2 separate regions of the Drosophila melanogaster genome follow, and region 2 is linked to region 1. The links are chromatin contacts, called in public Hi-C maps. All regions are on one chromosome and are shown on one strand. The core of a region is the stretch at or near the end of the contact, and the rest is flanking DNA. Distances in the headings are between cores, read along the strand shown. Region 1 holds the start of CG32052. Region 2 holds the start of Taf2 (TBP-associated factor 2).

What was found. Hi-C and Micro-C count contacts between places; a contact is called where the count stands out from the background.
Region 2: a Hi-C map of the Kc167 cell line shows a contact between it and region 1, with 2.2 times the contacts expected there. A contact is called at or near these places in 11 of 107 Hi-C or Micro-C datasets (the Kc167 cell line, the OSC cell line, the S2 cell line and 2 more).

Annotation. Positions count from the first base shown.
Region 1 is chr3L:9,785,587-9,788,683 of dm6, reverse strand. It overlaps CG32052, which reads right to left and starts at 1,638. Exons shown (of 6, transcript NM_001316482.1): 1 at 1,441-1,638. Ae2 (Anion exchanger 2) reads right to left here. Exons shown (of 13, transcript NM_206312.3): 13 at 2,218-3,097. It overlaps Zasp67 (Z band alternatively spliced PDZ-motif protein 67), which reads left to right. Exons shown (of 8, transcript NM_001274726.1): 8 at 1-751. The coding sequence ends at 108.
Region 2 is chr3L:9,887,224-9,890,110 of dm6, reverse strand. Taf2 (TBP-associated factor 2) reads left to right here and starts at 1,428. Exons shown (of 6, transcript NM_168387.3): 1 at 1,428-1,591; 2 at 1,655-1,709; 3 at 1,772-2,887. The coding sequence starts at 1,542. It overlaps CalpB (Calpain-B), which reads right to left and starts at 1,349. Exons shown (of 3, transcript NM_079292.5): 1 at 1-1,349. The coding sequence starts at 827.

The sequences.
Region 1 (3,097 bases), core at 389-2,888:
TACAAGTATCTCAATCCGCATCTGGACAGGGCGCCCGTGCGTGGCATCGAGGTGCGTGCTCCTCTGGTGGCCGCCGAGTCCGACATTCGCCAGTCACTGCAATCGTAGGAATGATGCAGCACCACCACCTCGAATGCTCAACAACAGTGCCACTCCCCGAATCTCAAGTCAATCCCATAGGTACACAGAGCAAAAATGATATGCCATTCACATTTTTAATGGGATTGAATGAAAAACTGCTAAGATTTTGCAGAGAGGCGTTTGGGCAGCTTTCAGTTTTGATAAATGGTTAAAAAATTATTCAAATGGTCATCTGACCAAATTCCTAAATGAAAGAGAATGTTGTTTGCCTTTTTTGAATATTTTTTACAATATTGACAAGAGTTTGAACACGTTTTTAAGTATCGTTAGTATCATTTCATTGTGTATATCTTGCTCACTTGCTTAAGCCAAGATATTTTTGCCACAAATTAACAGCCAATCAATCATCCCTTCGGAAAACTTATAAATATTTAATGAGATAAGTGCAAGTGCGCTTTAAATATGTCAACTGCTAAATTCGAACTGAAATACATTATATCTTGAGGTCGATAAACAAACGCTTCTCTGCTAACTTTCAAAATGCTCAGTTAACAACATATCCTAGAATAGAGAAATACATTGTCTGTTAAAATACATATAAAACCATATATTAAGAAAGCTTCAGCTTCGTTTTGGTGAGGTTATTGTGCCCCTGATTGAAGATTGGAATGATTGCAATATTGCAAGTTGTTTCTTTGATTTGATGTGCCCAATGAACTCCAAGGATGCGAATGTTTAGGTTTCTGCTCGAAATTGGCTTGCTTCAGTGCATTCGATTATCGCTTAAGAAGCTCAACGAGCGTAACCATCAATATGCCAACAGAAGTCCAGTTCGCTGGCATTGTCGAGCGGGGGGTCTCCTAATGCGATATTACATAATTTGTGTGCAACAAGGCGTATGTGTAATGTGTCGTGCATTTCTGTGGCATATCCTCAGGCGCTTGGCTGTTGCAATTTTCTTTAGCACAAATACACGATTCGCGATGTGTGAGTGTGTGTGTGTGTGTTTGTGTGTATGAGTGAGTGTGTGTTTGTGCTCTTACGGTAATGTGCGTGTGTATGGGTATGTGTATGTTTTTCTCGGCGCTTTGTGGGTGACAAGCTCTTCGAATTTGCATTTATTATGGCAAATGAATTGGGTGGCAACAAAAAAGTGGCAAATGACATGGCAAAATGGCAAACTGGCAGCAGCAACAGAAGCACAAGCAGCAAAACCACAATAAACCCGTATTTAGTTACGGCACAAACACTCGCGCACCACAACCAAATCAAAATTGTTGTCACGTTATGATGGAAACCGGGACGAGCGGATGCGAATACGAATACGGATGTGGATGTGGATGTGGATGCGATGCGTACATTTCACTTGCCCCGTGATGAGACACTTTTCTTCTTTTCTTATTTTTTTTTTTTTTGGCCGGATTCGTGGCAATAAAAACGCGCCAACTTAATGCGGATTCACACGGAGTACGAAGTACGTAAATTGACGAACATCTAGAGATGGCGGCGTCGTAATCCGAGAAGTGTGTGGCTCACGGACGCTCGTCTTCAACTGTCAGTAGCCTACTTGGTGTTATCATTGCATTGGCCCACAGTCAGCGCTTTGAGTCGAGTTCGGAATTTCTTTGGGACAGCTTTTCCAGTGGGGCACACAGCTTTTGAGCGCTTTTCCCCCTGGCATTTGAGTCCTTTTCAAGCTTTGAGCGGCAAGTTGCCCCATGTGCGGCGGTCCATCTGCCGTGGGGTATTTCGGAATGGGTTGGGGCAGGGCAGGGCAGGACCCCCTTAGGTCGCGAAAGGTGAAAATGCCGGAATGTCGGAAATAAAATTAAGATTTGTTCAACTTGTTGGCTAAAAGTTTGACTCGGCTAATTTGTATGCTTAATTGCCAAGCGCCATTTACACTAAGCTGCGCGTAACGCTTTGATGTTGATAATTCGATTGGTGAGGCTTGAAAGGGTTTAGTTTTCCGTATTATTGGATATCATTTAGAATTCTCCCATCGTAGAATTAGATGTTAATAGCTCATCAAAAATAAATAGAAAGTAGGAATCAAAGACTATACTATATATTTACATACATTATAACCCCCCTTATCTCTTTCCCATAAAATCAAACAGCTTCTTAAGATTTTTAAATTTTTATTTGAATTTGAATAAACAATACTAGACAACAACTACTTAGAAATAAGTACAAGTTCATACATACAAGTTACATAAAAATAGTTTGGGTTTGGCCTTAGCTCAACGCTGCTCCGAACGAATAATCATTGAATCGAACTATATAGTATATGCGGGTGTATATAACATAGTCATGTATAAGTACAATGTGTTTGTGTTGGTTTTTTGTGTTTTTTTTTTTTTGTTGTTTTTCAATATCCTGACTACAAGTACAAAGAAGGCAAACTTACAGCGGCCACTTCAAACGCGAAGCATTTACTTTAAAAGAAAGCTCCGGTTGAAGTGCTTAAAACGATTTTTTTGTTATAAACAATTGTTCGTTCGATCTTAAAGGGGAGGTTTTTGTGTGTGTTTGACACTAATTATCACTACGCCAGTTGAAGTTAAATAGTTTACGGGTTCCTCTTAGTTTTCCACGCTGGGATTGCTTCGATTTGATAGGTCTAAGCCAAATTTATAATAGTTTTGTGTATATGCAAATGCAATTATTGCTAATAATACATGCGAGTCTCCAACCGAGTTAATAACTTGTTCCGCTCGTTGGTTTCTTTTGCGTGTGATGCAATCATTGTGTGACGCTCCTTTCCGTGGGAAGGATATTTGTCTAATTCTGACAAGTCAGAGGTAACGATGCTAAAATTTGATATACCAGCAACCGATTTTGTTGGCCTCAAAAATATGATTTTTGTTCTCTGCTCCACCAAGTCATTCTGGCTAATAATCTAATTTGTCTCTTGATTTCAGTTGCAATTTAGGTACACGATTCCGCCTTCTTCTGCAGCTTCAACCGCTTTCAATCACAAAAGTGCAGACACCGCAAATATATTATACAAATA
Region 2 (2,887 bases), core at 179-2,678, 100 kb before region 1:
CGTGAGTACATCAGCGAAGCGTTGGTGGCCGGAAAATCGGGATCCTCGAACATGGTTCCATTAGCCAGGCAACTGTCGCGCAGCGATTGGAAATCGCCTTTGCTTACGCTGTTCTGCCGGGCACTAGTGGCCTTGCGACCCATCCAAAACATGTTCTGGTTCTCGGGCACCTTCACGCTGGTGAAGCTTAGCTCGGCCACGCCGACGGAAGGTTCCTCCTCCTGGGTTGGAGCACTTTCCGGTGGCGGTGCCGTGGGATATGGTAGTGCTGGGAATCCGATATTGTGCTGGGGAGCCGGACTCGTTGGCATGGGAGCGTACGGCATTGGCATACCGGGCAAACCGGGCATGGCAGATGGATATGGTGCGAGCGGAGCCGCCGGATAGGGTAGATTGGGCTGCGGCATGCCAGTTGGATAGGGCATTCCGGTTGGATAGGGCGCCATAGGCGCAGTGGGGTACGGCAGCGATGATACGTTGGCTGATGGCAGACTAGGATAAAGTCCTGATCCAGGGTATGGCGTGGCACTGGGGTATGGAGCCGGCGCTGAGGGGGCTTCTGGCACGGGCATTCCCATGCCCATGGTGGGTCCCGCATACGAAGCATTCTGGGCATGACTCGTCTGCTTTACCACATATGGCATTCCGCCCACGGATTCGGATGATGGATAGGGCAACGAGGGGTAGAGACCCGCTTTGGGTTTGGGAGCTCCTCCTCCTTCGTTCCCGCCGCTGACTTCATTCTTGCTGTAGCCCAAGGCCGCCAAATTGACAAGGCCAATGCCACTGGCATGATAATTCTTGGGGTAATTATCAATGCCGTACATTTTTACTGGTTTTTCGCTGTGGTTTTCCTCGTCCACGCACTGGTTTTTCCCTAAATCTAACTACTAATGGCGTTGCAAATCGGCTAAAACTACGGAACTGGATGATATCCAGATGTTTATTAACTCGCTGCCGTGGTAAAACTGCTGACTCGCTGAGAATCGTACGCTTTAAATGGGAGAAGTATCCAAATTTAACTTTCTCGGTAAATGATTCATAATCTTTAACCCTTGCGCGTTCTGTATAAATTTTCTTTGAATATGCATGTGCAATCAAAAAAGCTTTGAAAATGCAGAATGAAATATTTATAACATTCTAATTCATTTATTAACTCAGAAAATATATTATAGAAATATTAATTTTGTTTTATTAAACAGTTTCAATAAAAACAAATATAGCTTTTAATAAATTTTAGTTTTCTAAAAAATGTATTTTTATGGTATTAGAGAAGTAGTTATGTAGTCTATATTGTTTACGAACGTAAACTATTAAATTAGTGTCAATATTGAAGACCCAACACGTTTCGAGGGTTAAAAAAAGGCGAGCAGGGCTACATTGTCGCGCAGAGTTGCCATCTTTATCCGAATGAATTTGGTATTTTTTTAGCCCTGTCGGCATTTTCAATAGAAGAAGAAGAAGTTAAACAGTGCTGTGTTTTTTTTTATAACAAACGCAAATTAGTTAATAAATTCTGGCGCAGAACCGGCATTTGAGCGATGGAAACGCAACCTGAGGTGCCCGAGGTGCCGCTGCGACCGTTTAAATTATAAGTATTCACCCTGCTCTGTTAGGAATCCAAAAATAATGAGTTCTCCCTTTTGAATAGCACGGCGCATCAGGTTGTGAGCCTCACGGGCATCAGTTTCGAGCGGAGGAGCATAATCGTAAGGATATAACTTAGATACACTTAAATATGTACAAAACATAACACACCTCCTCCCTTTAGGGCGTGGTCGAGCTGACCATTGTGCCGAACAGCGAGAATCTGCGCCTGATACGCCTGAATGCCAAGCAGCTGAGAATCTACAGCGTCGTTTTGAACGATGTCTGCCAGGCGGATTTCACGTACTTCGATCCCTTCCAGAACATCTGCTACAAGGAGCACAAGAGCCGCGCGCTGGAGGTCTACTCCAAGCATCATCTGACCGCCGCCCAGTACACCGATCCCGATGTGAACAACGGCGAACTGCTCATCCAGGTTCCGCCCGAGGGCTACTCTATGATCCAGGAGGGTCAGGGTCTGCGCATCCGCATCGAGTTCTCGTTGGAGAATCCCAAATGCGGCGTACATTTTGTCATACCACCCGCTTCAACGGACGAGGAGACACAGATGAACAGCTCGCATATGTTCACCAATTGCTATGAAAACTCGTCGAGATTGTGGTTTCCCTGCGTGGACAGTTTCGCCGATCCCTGCACCTGGCGGCTGGAGTTCACTGTCGACAAAAATATGACCGCCGTTTCGTGTGGAGAACTTCTAGAAGTCATTATGACCCCAGATCTGCGAAAGAAAACCTTCCACTATTCGGTTAGCACACCAGTATGTGCACCAAATATTGCGCTGGCTGTGGGTCAGTTTGAGATCTACGTGGATCCGCACATGCATGAAGTGACCCACTTTTGTCTGCCCGGATTGTTGCCGCTGTTAAAAAATACGGTTCGCTATTTGCACGAGGCATTTGAATTTTACGAGGAGACCTTATCTACGCGCTACCCATTCAGTTGCTACAAACAAGTGTTTGTAGACGAATTGGACACGGACATAAGTGCCTATGCCACTATGAGCATTGCTTCGGTGAATCTGCTGCACTCCATAGCTATCATCGATCAGACCTATATATCTCGAACCTTTATGTCGCGCGCTGTGGCTGAGCAATTCTTCGGCTGCTTTATTACATCCCATCATTGGTCGGACACCTGGCTGGCCAAGGGCATTGCGGAGTACCTGTGTGGATTGTATTCCAGGAAGTGCTTCGGCAACAACGAGTACCGTGCTTGGGTGCAATCTGAACTGGCGCGTGTCGTTCGCTACGAGGAGCAGTATGGCGGCATTATTCTCGAT